Linked DNA regions of Sus scrofa: region 2 is linked to region 1. A link is a contact called in public HiChIP or PLAC-seq data. All regions are on one chromosome and are shown on one strand. Each heading gives the region's core, a stretch centred on a gene start, on an enhancer-like site or on the middle of the called end of the contact. The rest is flanking DNA. Distances are from core to core; before and after follow the strand shown. Region 1 overlaps INPP4B (type II inositol 3,4-bisphosphate 4-phosphatase). Region 2 holds the start of RNF150 (RING finger protein 150).

Region 1 (7,159 bases), core at 1,686-4,185:
ATGGCATTATTTTATACTTCGTGACCGTGTGAGCATGTGTGTTTGTGGGTATGAATGTGAATTAACATATCCCAGCTCTATAAGCAAGTCTCTTTAGACCATGACCCTGAAAGTACCTAAATGCTAGGTGTGGAGTTTGGGGAAGGGCTCTGGTTATTTGGGAAGTTGAGATAAAATTAAGACTACTGAGGTTGGGGCAGAGCCTTTGGGAATTGGGGCAATTCCGTAATGGACTAGGCATTTTGGGGGACTCAGTTCTCTTAAGGCTTTAACAGATGTGTTGGTTTTCATTTCTCCAGTTTTGTAGCAGTAGCATTATTTTGGAAGGGGAAGCGAGTCACTGGAGGTAGAGTGGTGTGAGCAGAAGCAAATAATTTGTAGCATAGGATGTCTACTAGACTTTGCAAGACATATGTTTGTGGTACATCTATCCCCTCTCTCTGGATATACATTTGTGATACATTTAGCATTGAAAAAATTATGCCACTAGATGTCAGCAGCAACCTCCTAGGGTTCCCGTGGCCTTCATTTGTGATAAAATTGGTACTTTATTAGAACATCTTATCTGAGAATAGTAAGTACTTATTTTGAACATTCAGAATGAAAGTGGATTTTTTTCTGAGATATAAGAAGGAAGATTACAAACATCAAAAACTATTTAAACATTATTTTAAAACTGCTTTTTGTTCACAGGTGACAAGTTACTCTTACTTCCAGTATTCTCTCTACCAGTGAGATGGCATGAAGAAATAGGTGTGAGGCTGAGTAATTTGTCACAAATTGTACCTGATGCCAGAGCTTGACATTTCTGTTTTAATGCTTTATGATTCATTTATGTTGTGATTGCATGACTATTTGTGCTTTGGGCTTGTTTCATGCTGTTTTTGCAGAAGCATTTTTGGAGCAACAGCTTATCAGAAGGTGGTGTGGTATTAATTTTTCAGCACCCACATCTGTGCACTGTTTACTTAGTAATGTCTAAACTTTCCTGGATCAGTGCTCTGTTGTTACAAGCGACTCAGAATATTTTGATAGATGCCAAGGAGCATTATGGGTGTTTGCTCACCAGTTGACAAACAACCTAGAAATATGAAAAAAAAATGCTGTTTTCATGAATTGTGACACATAGAATTGTTTAGTCCCTAAAAGAGCAGGTAAAAGTATCTTAAATTTTTTTTCCAGAAAGTAATAAGAAAATTGTGATATCAGCCAATATTCAGTAGATACTAGTAATGTTTTTTTAAATAATGCAGTTATTATCTGGTCATGTCAGGTTCACATTACCAGAAATATTCAGACTAATCTGTTGGATTTTAGTCATCAGTTGGATCTCACTCTTAGGTGATTGACTATGAGTTTTTAAATGATTAGGAGAAAGGTAAAGTTGTTCCCCTTTCTCTTTTTTCGAAAAATTCTTTCAATGCATTTTTAAAAACACCTTTAAAAATGCCTTAGCAAAAGTTAGAAAAGACTTCCTCTTTTGTTGTTGTTGCACCTGTGGCATGCAGAAATTCCTGGGCTAGGGATCAAATTTGAGTCACAGTAGTGACAATGCTGAATCTTTACCCACTAGGCTACCAGGGAACTCCTAAAATTTCCTTTCCTGAAACCAGTTTTATCAAGGAAAATACTAATGTATATGTTATACCCTTATCACTTTTAAGATTTTTAAAAATTGTTTTAGTGGGTGCAGTGAGCAGACTAACTCAACTAGTACATAGGCTAAAGCAATACTTTCTTTCATATCAAAGTTGTTATATTTGAGAATTATTGTTTTGCTTTCATAAGATTATCAGTAGGTTTTGTATTTTCTGTATCTCTGTTTAGAACTGTTCTTGAAAAAAGAGTTAACCGGAGTTCCCATTGTGGCTCAGTGGTTAGTGAATCTGACTAGGAACCATGAGTTTGCGGGTTTGATCCCTGGCCTCACTCAGTGGATTAAGGATCTGGCATTGCTGTGGCTCTGGCATAAGCAGGCAGTGCAGCTCCCATTAGACCCCTAGCCTGGGAATCTCCATATGCTGCAGGTGCGGCCCTAAAAAGACAAAAAGACAAAAAAAAAAAAAAAAAGAGTTAACCAAGATTTTCTCCACGACTGTGATTGTTATTCTTTAATTATGTTAGTAGGTGATGAGGCAAACATTTGAAATCATGCTGCCATTACTTGGCCCATGTAATTTCCTGGCGCAGAGCAGATGCAGTGAGTAAGTGTGTTAATAAATGGAAGGTGTATTATTAGCCAGATGTTCAGTTAAGGCACTCCTGGCATTGAAGTTGGTGTGGAAGCACACAGCTTGCTAGCTCTGGAACAGCCATCCCATGTTTCCAGTACTTAACCCTCCAGAATAAGGTCAAGGCTGGTATGTGACCAGGGCACCTGTCCTCAGCCTGTGACTTTCTTCATCATTTGCAAATAGTTCAATGACACAGATGTATGTGAAGTATTTTGAGTTCGAGATGCTGCCAGTTTCAAACAAACTGTTTTAGCTCCACATTAAGAAACTACCTCCCACTTCCATATGCACCAGCGCGTTTCTCCTCAACATGTTCATTTGCCTGTGCGTTGATGCGGATTAAATTATACAGAGGGTCAAGTTCCCTTTGGGCGGTTCCAGACATCTGAACAACTCAGCCTGACATTCAATGACCACTTTGCTGCTGCTACTGCCGCTACTGCTGCTGCTGCTGCTGCATCCCGGATCCTTCCAACCTCATTTCCATCTGATTTCTCAGCCAGGAGTGACTTCAGAGCCCATACAACCTGGTTGATCCCCATGCCTGTGTGATTGACTTATCCCTACTTTGATGACTTGGCATTTACTGTTACTTCTCCCCTCCATTACTTCCTTATTCTTCATTTCAGAGAGCAGGATGTAGCAGGGACATTTCTCAGGAGCCAGATGGCCTGCATTCAAATCCCAGATTGCTGATTTATTATTAGCTTTTTGCCACCTGACCTTATGCAGGCTACTTCACCCATGGGATCTCATACTGCTGTCTTCTACAAAACTGTTAAAGAAATAGACTTAAATAATTAAGTGAGTTAGTAGTAACTTAGGATATTAACATTAACTTAAAATAGATACTGGCATATAGTTGGTGCTTAATTAACTATTAATTTCATTAAGGAAGTCTCAAACTTCACTTCCATAAAATTTAGTTTCAGCACACTTAGCATTCTTCATACAATGATTATTAACCTCATTGATCTGTATTTGCAGCTCTGCCTGTCCACCCTGCCAGTGCTTTTATATTTGACAGTCTACACAACTTGGTATACTATTGTCCACTTCAATAAAGTAAGAGAATAATACTTACCACAGGGTTATTCTGAAGGCAAAATTGGAGAACGAGGGTTATGACAAGATTGGTCATAACTATAATTTCATCCTGCTTTTGTTATGTATAAGAAATGGAACTAGGAGGCTTACTTACCTTGAGTGATCACATAACACTGTACATGTGTTTGGCGGGTGATGGCTGAGGAGGTGATGAATTCACCTTTAGAATTATTGAGGATGGCGAGATGGCAAAACGAAATCAAACAGGAATGGAAATATGGAACTGAGTTCAAAAGAGAAGTTACTACCTGAGATGGAGTTTGGAAAGTTATGGAATTTGCCTGAAGCTTTCTAAGAGGATGAACAACTCGTCTGAGGGAGTACAGACAGGGAAGGTTGTTCATGAAAGAATGCCACCCCGCATACACTCACCACACACACACACATACACACACACACTCACTGATGAGAGGAGTGAAGCTCATGATCATGTGCTTCTCCAGTTTTTGTAAAGATAAGGTGTATAATAATGTTTTCTTGGAGTTAATGCATTAAAATCCCACAGTTGAAAATAGCCTCAGACATAAAATTATTATGTCTGAAAATACTAGGACAGATAAAATTACTCTTGTTCCAACTTATTTTTTTAGGGCTGCACCTGCAGCATGTGGAAGTTCCTAAGCTAGGGATCCAATAGGAGCTACAGCTGCCAGCCTACACCACAGGCACAACAGTGCCAGATGCCACAGACTGGAGCTGTATCTGGGACCTACACCGCAGCTTGCAGCAACACCAGATCCCCAACCCACTGAGCAAGGCCAGGGATCGAACCCGCATCCTCAAGGATGCTAGTTGGGTTCTTAACCTGCTGAGCCACAACGGGAACTCCCTCTCTTGTCCCAACTTTTGAACTGATATAAATATCGCTAACAATGACAATTAATCATTTGATTAGAATGTTACTGTCTATTTTTCCTGAAAGAAGTTGGATGTTTGATCCAATTGGTGATACGGTAGCTGGGCGTAGATCAGATATTGATAGATCTTTGTACAGGATGTGTGAAGGGCTTGGAGATCATGATCGTGGAGCTCGTTTTTACTGCATTGGCAATAAACAACTCATTTTCCATTCTTAGGCTATGCTTAGCTTTTGAGGCTTGTTCTTACTAACTCGTTAAAATTATTAAAAACGTGGTAGATTGGTATTCTGTGTAAACTCTCACAAAACTTGTGGTAGACATCTCATTTTCTTCAGGAAGCTGGGAAACACATTCATTCTATGTGGTACTGGCAAATTATGGATAATAATAGAAACTATTTATTGACTGCTTATTTGATGCCGGGCACTGTTCTAAACACAGTGCGGAGCATTAGGGCCTGCTCTTATCTCTGTTTCAGTTTTGTCCTTCATACTGTGGAATAAACACCCAGTGAGCAAAGCTCATTGGCACAAGTCTGAAGATTGTCTGGGAGGTTTACGCGGCTCCTAGCTGGGTTCATTCAGGCCTCTGCAGGCAGCTGGAAACTCAGCCGTGGGCTCGTTTTGCTGATCTTGGCTGGGTTCTTTCATGTCTCTGTGATCTTGGCCAGGACAAACTGGCCGGTTTGGCTTTGCTGTATATGATCTCTGTTCCCTTAAGAGTCTAAACTGAGCTTGTCCTTCTAGTGGTATCAGAGCTCTGAGAGAAAAAGAGCAGAAATGCTAAAGAGTCAGAATGAACACAGAACCATTTCTCTTGGCCAGCTTGGAATAAGGAGATGGGAAAATAGACTCCACCACTGGATAAAAGGAGTCAACAAAATCACATTGCAGTTGGCTGGTTACAGGAGAGTGGAGAATCGGGGTCGTTTTTACCATCCATTTACCAGAATATCCATTCCAAATGTAGGAAAACTGAAATGCAGTGAGGTTAAATAACTTACTGCTGGGGTGGACTTGAGACCTTCAGCTGGCCTATTAGGGAACATCATTTCCCAGGACCCAAGACCCAGTGATTGAACAGGAGTAAATAAATTAATCTCAGCCCTTCCATGAAATTTGTTATGCAAGAGAAAGTGTCTTCCTTAAGTGTCAAAAATTATCAAGATGTTGACTTAGAGTTGCCAATAATCTTTCCTTCTGTCATTTGGAGAGGATAATGAGCCAGTTGAGGGGAAAAGGGAAAGACAGACAGACAGACAGACACACACACACACACACACACACACACACACACACACAGACAAGAAACAGAGAAGAATAAGTGAGTATCAGAAAGATGCAATTGTATTATTTGAGCCAATTGATCCAGCTGTGCTTGAAACTTTAAGCTTACTGGTTTCTTAATACATTTCTATTTTGTTATCAGTTTGGTCTGACCAAGGTTTCTATCCTTGGACGCCTAAACTAGTTTATCTATCAGTGATGGATTATTTTTCAAAAATGGCTGTAGCAATGTATCTAGTCTGCATGTTCCTCCCGAACCTCCTTGGCTCTCCCTACCAAGAAGTGAAGACTACTTTCCTTCCTCTTGAACTTGAGTGGCTTCGAGTCTGCCCTGATGACATAGCAGTACTGCAGAAGTGATGCTGTGGGATTCCCAAGGCAAGGTCGTATGGAGTAGACAGAATCCTCCTGACCTTCATTCTTCCTGGACCCTTCCCTTGGAACCCAGTCACTGTGTTGGGAGAAGCCTAGGTCTCGTGGAGTAGCCAAGGTGTTTTGGCGAGAGCCTCAGAGCCAATAGCCAGCATTGTCTGCCAGCCCTGTGAGGAAACATGCCTTTAGATGATCCCAGCTCTCAGCCTTGGGACATTTCCGGCCATGGTGAGTGGAACAGAGATGCGTTCTTCCCCATCCCCGCCATGGGTCCTGTGCAAGGTGCAGATTCATGAGTAAAACAAATGTCATTGATTCAAGGGATTAAATTTGGGGATAGCTCATTAGGCAGCTGTGGAAATAACTGCGGCCCTACCATTACATGCTTACCCTGTAGCTCCTTCTCAGGACTCTTTTTCTTACTAAAGCATATGCCAGACCCTGCCCCCACCCAGTGACTGCCATTCCACTTTGACCCATGCCTTTATTCAAACTTACTTTGACTTGCCAAGCAGAAGTGGACATTTTTTATCAACACTTGTTCCCCACCGCTCCCCTGATTCCCACTGACTTCCTGATGTATGGAATCGGAACTAGTTGAGGAAGATGGGTTTGGGTTACCCGTGTTGCTCTATGACCCTAATAAAAGGCTAGGAATCCTGATCTGATGAATTCTACTTCCATTTTCTAGTGCTATGCTGTTAAGACGGTGGCCACTAGGCACTTGTGATTATTTATAGTTGAATTCATTAAAATTAAATAAAATTGGCCATTCAGTTCTTTAGCGATACTAACTACATTTCAAGTGCTTGAGATTTAAATGTAACTACTGGCTAACGTACAGAACAGTGCAAGGTCATAGAACATTTCCATCATCTTACTATGGTCTTTTTTGTGGTTGTTCCTTAAGTGATTATTTAAAAACGTTTTATTGAAGTCAAGTTGACTTACAGTGTTTCAGGGGTACAGCAAAATTTCAATTATGTGTGTGTGTGTGTATGTATGAATATTCTTTCTCAGATTATTTCCCATTATAGTTTATTTATTATTGAGATATTGATGAGATATTGAATAGAGGTTTCCCTATTCACTGTGTTCTTTTGAATGGTGCTGCTCTGATATGCCACTTACACATGTGGTCCGAGGCTATAACTCCTTCAAAGATTGGCGTGCCATGGCAAAAATCTTAAGGCTCTGAGCAGAGGTCTAAAGCTCTGGTCTCTGTCTCCTAGGTGTGAGCTCCAGGAGAGGGTAGAGATATAAGAACCTCTGCTCTAGTTAATAAGGCTACGCTTTGTCT
Region 2 (7,159 bases), core at 2,033-4,532, 1.1 Mb after region 1:
AACCATGCACCAGGGGTCGGCTCTTCCTGATTGTCGGGAATTCATCCTGCTGTGTTAGCAGTGCCCCTTCTCTTATCTCAAGAAACTCCTCTTTCTTTTCACCTTGCCATGCTGGAAAATTCTTTTTTCTGACCTGGGCGCACAGACCATGACACAAATCAGGAAATCGGCACTTGTAGGACACTCCCATCTAATCAACAGACTCCATTCAATTTTGGACACGTGTTTGTTTTCCTGTCTGGTCCAGGAGCCAACCCAGGATTGTTTATTGCATTTAGTTGTCATGCCTCTTAAGACCAATTGATTTTTCTTTCTCTGTCTCATGTAAACTTAAGAGTTTTAAAGAGTACAGACCTTTCATTTTGTAAGATGCTTCTCACCCTGTGTCCATCCAATGTTTCTCCACGTCCACACTCATTCTTAGCAGGATGTAACAGGAAAGATGCCGTGCTCTGCTCAGCACATCACATCATTGACACCAAGCAGGACCCTGTGCGACTCCAAGATCCAAATCCTTTCTGTGTCCCCCATTTCTTGTTTGTAGGAAATAGGCTTCATTCAGCTTCCTTGACCTTCCCTGAGCTCCAAACGTTGTTCAAACAGTTGCTGATCAGGGAAGGGAGGGAAAGCAGAAATGAGGAAGGGGCAGTCAAGAAATAGTGCAGCCTTAGGGTGCATTCTTTGTTCCTCCTCCAGGAATATATATAACAATATCTTTGAGTCCTTCTGCTGGATCTAAGGCCTTCATCCAGGAAGAATGGTAATTTCAGGCTGAGCACAGGATTCCTAGAGTACCAACTGTTCCCTAACCACCAACCAATCAGAAGAAAGACACACACCCTGTAGCCCTCATCCCAAATTTTGCCTTTAAAATTTCTCATCCCAAACCATCAGGGAGTTCAGGGTTTTTTAGTTTGAGCCACCCATTCTTCGTGCTTGGCCCTGCAATAAATCTTTCTCTGTTTCAAACTCCGATGTTTCAGTTTGTTTGGCCTCACTCTGTGCAGGGCACATGGACTTTTGTTTGGCGGCACCTGATATGATTTGATCCCTTCCTGGTGATGTTTATCTTGATCACCTGGCCAATTGGGTGTCTTCCAGGGTTCTCTTCAAAGAAGTCTCCTTTTCCCCCCTGTAATCAATAAGAATTTTTTGGAAGATACTTTAAGACTAGGTTAATATCCTGCTTTGGCTCAAACATCCACCCACCAGCTTTAACATCCACTGAGGACCTGCCAGAATCAACCAACATGGCCAAATGGTGACTTAACTATTTCCATCAACCATAAAAGAAGAGCTGTCCCTTATTTTTCATTTATTTATTTACTCCATCATTATTTATCCATTTATATTAGCATACATTCATGGACTACTGTTCTATCCAACAGGTTGTAATCACTTACTATCATTATTTATTTTGGTGGTCTATTTATCCCAGATTTGACCAGTAGGAGCTCTTTCCAGCTGGCTCATGTGTCCTTTTTGCATATTTCCATCATGCTTTGAGCACTTCTTACAAGAGTTTCCAAGATCACTTCATACTTTCCCAACCCAAGCCCTAGAATCAGCCCTGGTTCCATTTAATGGAGAAGAGTACTTAGAAACCTAGATCTTCTGGCCACCCACTGTGCCCATTTTTTTCTAGCTTCTGAATGACAATAGCTCTGCGGTATATATATCATGATTTCACACTCATTTTGGATCCAATCTAACACCTCGAGGTTTTTAATAGCTTTCTATCATTCCATATTTGAATTTCCTTCTCCAGCACTAAGAAATCCAGCTCCCACGATATTTAATATTTCACTTATTTGCCCAGTGCCCCTGTAATTAATCAGTCTCCCAAGCAGGATGGAGATCAAGAATCTCCTTGATCCTTCCATCTCTTCAGCCTCTAACTTTTCCAAGGGAAGGAAAGGGCAGGGATAGTCATGCATTCTTAATGACACAGGTTCACCAAGTTTTGTGGCTGGAAGAAAATCACTAAGAGATAGAGAGATATGGGGAACCACTTTGGTTTGTGAGGCATCTGTACAAAACCTCACTGGGCTTTTTTAGGCAAAGGACACTTCCCTCAGATCTCTGGTGGTTCAGAAACGAGCAGCCAGGCAGTCTCCACTTTTACCTTCTTGGTTTTAGGCACTATAAAAAGCACTGTCCCAATTGCCTAGAAGCCTATTTTCTAAAATGACTAAGTTTAGGGAAACACACAAATCCAGCACATCCAATACCATAGGGACAAATTCCTCTAAGTGGTTCTTCTTGTGCCTGCTTCTAATTTGGGTACAGCTGGGAGTCTTTGCTCTCCCCTAACAGCTACCAGCTATTTGTACTGCTGCTGGAAAAAGAGCAGTTGTGCTGATGGACAGCCATTAACAGATTTCTGTAAACACACTAAAGTCCTGGGGAAAAGGTGGACGTTTGTTTTCATCATGAAGTGGGTCCTCGGAGTGCTCTGTGCCAGCTGGGAAGTAAAATGTGGGTGATTATGAACCATCAAGCAAATTGTTTTCGAGACTACAGGGCAGGTATCTCAAGCTAAGGAACATGACCGTGTGAAAAGATAACAACCAGTCAAACATTAGTTGGTAAAGACCTATGCTACATCACAGTTTTAAGAACACTACTCTAGAGGGGCTGTACGCTCTGTTGACTAGTTGTGATCTCTATGCCAGACTAGACAATACACTGTAGACAATAATAACCCAAACAAACCTGCTTTGCCTATTGATACTAAGTCCTCTGTTACCAGTCAGAACAACCAGAATAAGTAGTGAGGAAATATCTCACCTGATCTCTTTCCTTATAGAGTCAGAAAACACTCATTCTATAGGAAAACAAATGTCACATGCTTGCTGCCAGATGGTAAGAAAGAAGCCCATTTCTATACTCACCCTAATATAGAGTGGTTCCTAGATAAGCAGCGTCAGCATAACCGGGAAATTCATTAGAAAAGCAAATTCTGGAGCCCCACCCCAGAGATACGGAATGGGTAAAGGGGGCGCAGATGTACACTTCGACTTGACAGGCACTGTTCTAGATAGTCCGGGCCTGGTGCTGGAAAGAACCTCGCTACCAACTAGCCTTACCCGCTGGCCCTAGGACGGGTAATTAGGGAGCTCACCGCAGTTCCTCCTGCAGTTCGGAAAACTGACACACACATTTCTCTACTTTTACAGCGCAGGAAGCAAGAGGCGCTTCCTTTTTTGCCTCCACCTGGACCAAGTCGCTGATTGGTTTGAATTTGAGACCCGGCAGGGGTCGCTGCTGCCCATAGAGAGAGACCAAGGGAGCGTGGCACGCGAAGCCCAGTCTTTGACATCACACTAAGCTCCTCCTTGCACACACTAGACACACACACAAACATATACAGACACACACACACGCAGACGGCGTACTTCTCTCCGGCCGCTTGCTCCCGCTACCCGCGAGCCGGCCCCTCCCGAGGCAAGTGTGTGCCGGGCGCAGCCAGCAGCGCGGCTAGGAGCGGAGCGCCCTCAGCCAGAGGGACTCGCAGCAGTGTCGGCCGCCGCGCCCGGAGCGGGACCCGCTCGTCAGAGCGCTCAGCGTCAGCGGCCGGGACACCTTGGCGGCACCTCCGGCTGGAAGCAGCCGCCCCCGCCCCCGCCGGGGCTGCAGGACGCCAGGCCGCCACCCGGCACGCTGTTGGGCCCCCTGCCACCTCTACGAAAGCAGGAGAAGCCGGGCGAAGGAGCAAGACGCTCGGCAGCTGGACTCTGTCGCAAGCCCCTAGCGCCCCCTCATCCTGCGCCCTTTCGGCGCCCGCAAAGCGAGATGCAACCGCCGCGCTCCGGCTGAAAGGGGAAGGGGCCGCAGCCATCCGCTTGCCTGGAATCCGGTCCCCGCGGCGGCTGCGCGTCCCGGCCACGGCCCCTCGGGCCCAGGAGTGAGCAGGAGCGGTAGCAGGAGGAGGAGAAGCGGCCAGCCCGGGGTTGGCCAGGGCCAGGGAGGAGGGACGGCGCGGGGGGAGCGCGCGGGGGGCGGGGAGGGGGACCCGGCGGATAAAGATGGCAATGTCTCTCATCCAAGCGTGCCGCAGCCTGGCTCTCTCAACATGGCTGCTTTCCTTTTGTTTCGTGCATCTGCTCTGCCTGGACTTCACCGTGGCCGAGAAGGAGGAATGGTACACCGCCTTTGTGAACATCACCTACGCGGAGCCCGCGCCGGACCCCGGGGCTGGGGCGGCGGGCGGCGGCGGCGGCGGCGGATTCGCCGCGGAGCTGCACACGGAGAAGACCGAGTGCGGGCGCTACGGGGAGCACTCGCCCAAGCAGGACGCCCGCGGGGAGGTGGTCATGGCCAGCTCGGCCCACGACCGCCTGGCCTGCGACCCCAACACTAAGTTCGCCGCCCCGGCCCACGGCAAGAACTGGATAGCCCTCATCCCCAAGGGCAACTGCACCTACAGGGATAAGATCCGGAACGCCTTCCTGCAGAACGCCTCCGCCGTGGTTATCTTCAACGTGGGCTCCAACACCAACGAGACCATCACCATGTCCCACGCAGGTAAGAGGCTCGGCGGGCGCGGGGCGGGGGAGGGGAGCCCGAGAAGGATGGAGACGCCGAGAAGGACCCAGCGCCCGCCTCTCCCTCCTAGCTCCTTTCTGGAAAGTCTGTGCTTTGCGAAAGCCGCGTTTCTGTTCCTTGAACCTACTAAGTTTTGCTATGTGTTACTTCGTGGGGTCTCCAAAGAGTGGGCTAACTGCATGGGATGCGGGGAGGAACCAGAGAGTGTGTTCCATTTCGCCTTGTGCCACTCGGACCAGGCTTGGCCCAGGGGTGCTGGACTAACTTTTCCGAGTCCGATCTGGAAGGTGGGGGACGGGGGACAGAGCTCGGTTGTTGTTTTAGGCCAGTGACGGCCCGGCACCTGTTTGGAACCGGTAGATCTGATAACCCAGCTCTGCACTTGGGTTTGTGCATCAGGTATACTGCTGCCGGCGTGGCGTTTGTGTATCAGGAGGTGGGTAGGGTTACCAGCGCTGGCGCTTGCCACTGCTAACTTGCTCAAGTCGGGTTTCAGCTCTTCGTGGGAGATTAAGAGTAACCCCCGCCACCCACTGGGTTGACGCACGTCATAAATAATACTGAAAATCCTGTGCTCTGCCAGGCTGTCATCCGGAGAAGCTGACAGGCGGTCATGATGGTAAATAATAACAATCCCACAACAACCCAAGAAGAGCTGGTGGCCATAAAGTTATGCCGGCTTTTCCAGTATTGCATTATCTTTTGCCTGCTTAAATATGCTGAATGTTTTCTTTATGGCGAGAATGGAATTTTTTCTCAGGGTAGAAAGAATAAGCTTTTCCTAATGGTCGCAGGGTGCCTGGACTAGAAATCCATGACTGCCCTAAAACTCGCTGTCTCTCCCCGGGCCTGGTAGGAACAACAAGTCCTCTCCAGGCTTGTCAGCAGAAGCAGTTCGGTTCAGCAGCCTCACCTCAAGTCCAGGGTGGCTTGTTGCTTCAGTACCCCGGAGAACCTTGCCCTCTTTCCCCAGAGGAGTTGCTGGGTTGAGGCTGTGGCATCCGGAGGGAGGAGGAGAGAATAGAAGTTGCAGATGTGTTTTCTGACTGGAGTCTCCTAATCAAAAACATTATTAAAATCTAGCTTTTAAGATAAACAGTCATGCTATTGAAATGGAGTACCAAGCTTTGGCCACATGGGCGGGGTACTTGGGGGTACATTCCTAGAGCTCATGTCACCTATTAGGGAAATATAAGTTGATTTGCCTCTGGTCTTCAACACCAGCTGTTTTAGACAAGGAACTTGTGAGACCTAACTCAGACAGGTGGGGTGGGGGAAGTCCAATGCCAAGACATGGGCCAAAAACAATGCAGTGCATTAGTTATTGAAGAGGGGCAGAAGCAGTTAACTTCTTAGAATAGTTAGGATAGACATTGAGGAACGTTTGATACAGTTTCTTGAGTTTTGTAGGCAAGAGATGGTACTCTGATTTTGAGCCATAGAGCATGAATTAAACTTTATAATATTGAAGAATTTGGAGGTCTGTAGAAGAGCATTTTAAGACATGTAGAGTACCTTTGAAAACATATTTAGTATCTAAACTTCAGTGGGGGGAGTGTGAAGGAAGATTTTTCTGTTGTTGTTGTTCTTGAAACTCCAAGAAGATTGATAGCTGACTTTGCAGGATCCTTTGCATGTTTCTTTGAGCATAGGCGTGAAACCAAACTCACCGGCTTCGAACACAAAGTAAGAGGCATCGTTCATCCCTGTCTGAAAAGATTCTTCAGAACTGCCAACACATTGGATCAATTAATGGCTTGCCTGTGTTTACAGCAGTAAGCTGAATGTCCACAGAAATGGTGCTTGACTAAGATGTAGTGGGAATAAATAAAAGGCTTAGTAATAGTTTGAGAGTTAGAGAATTTCCTTGACATTTTTTCAGTCTGCTCCGTTTCCAAGAATGTGTTAATGCTATATCTGCTACTAGCCATGGAGCGTCCATATTATCATTTGACATATTGCCACATTAGGAGACTGGATTCACTTTAGTCAGATTGCATTGATTTCTGCTAAAGTCTCATTATAAGGAGATACATGACCCGGTTGCTTGGTGAACCTTTCACTTTTAACTTCTGCCTGAATCTGAAACGGCGCCAGCCCTGGTCTGGCTGTCTGTGCCTTATACTTAGCTCTAGAATGTGAGGGGTTTAGTTTTTCTAGTTGAATTTAGAAGTCTGACTCAAAATTTATCTTAGGAAAGGGTGTACATGTTAGGCGCTAATCACATATTCTTGTTTTGTGAATGTGGGATGCAGTCAGTGTACTCGAGGCTCCTTGCATTTGTGAACTTTTTATCTCAGTCTCTAAGTAAACATCAGCCTTTGCCTTAAAAAAAAATCTCGCTTCTTCTCTAGATCCTTTATTTTCAGAACTGAAAGCTTTCAGGTGAGGGGAAAGCCTGACTTCAGCGTTATGCACCCCTTCCTATAATTTCTTTTTTTTTCTCTTTTTGCTTTTTAGGGCTGCACCTTCGGCATATGGAGGTTCCTAGGCTAGGGGTCCAATCCGAGCTGTAGCCTCCGGCCTACACCACAGCCACAGCAACGCAGGATCCCAGCCGCATCTGCGACCTGCACCTCAGCTCACAGCAACACCAGGTATTCTTAGCCCA

Evidence for each region. HiChIP or PLAC-seq counts read pairs in DNA pulled down with a chosen protein or histone mark.
Region 2: a contact with region 1 is called in an H3K27ac HiChIP or PLAC-seq map of skeletal muscle, with 5 times the contacts expected there. The contact joins the promoter of RNF150 here to the enhancer-like site in region 1. A contact is called at or near these places in 7 of 47 Hi-C or Micro-C datasets (embryonic fibroblasts, mesenteric adipose tissue, omental adipose tissue and 2 more) and 1 of 2 datasets of contacts at active chromatin or transcription factors (skeletal muscle).

Annotation. Positions count from the first base shown.
Region 1 is chr8:84,945,831-84,952,989 of Sscrofa11.1, forward strand. The region is part of intron 2 of INPP4B (type II inositol 3,4-bisphosphate 4-phosphatase); the gene reads left to right. Among named protein-coding and RNA genes, the nearest start is that of INPP4B, 140 kb to the left of the region's middle. Within about 2 kb of position 2,936, at least 1 of the 83 cell types and tissues checked has an H3K27ac peak or open chromatin away from gene starts, as enhancers often do. A contact at or near this core is called in skeletal muscle, where this site is marked.
Region 2 is chr8:86,084,656-86,091,814 of Sscrofa11.1, forward strand. It overlaps RNF150 (RING finger protein 150), which reads left to right and starts at 3,283. Exons shown (of 8, transcript XM_021101554.1): 1 at 3,283-4,527. The coding sequence starts at 4,029. It overlaps LOC106504720 (a long non-coding RNA gene), which reads right to left and starts at 578. Exons shown (of 4, transcript XR_001298412.2): 1 at 355-578.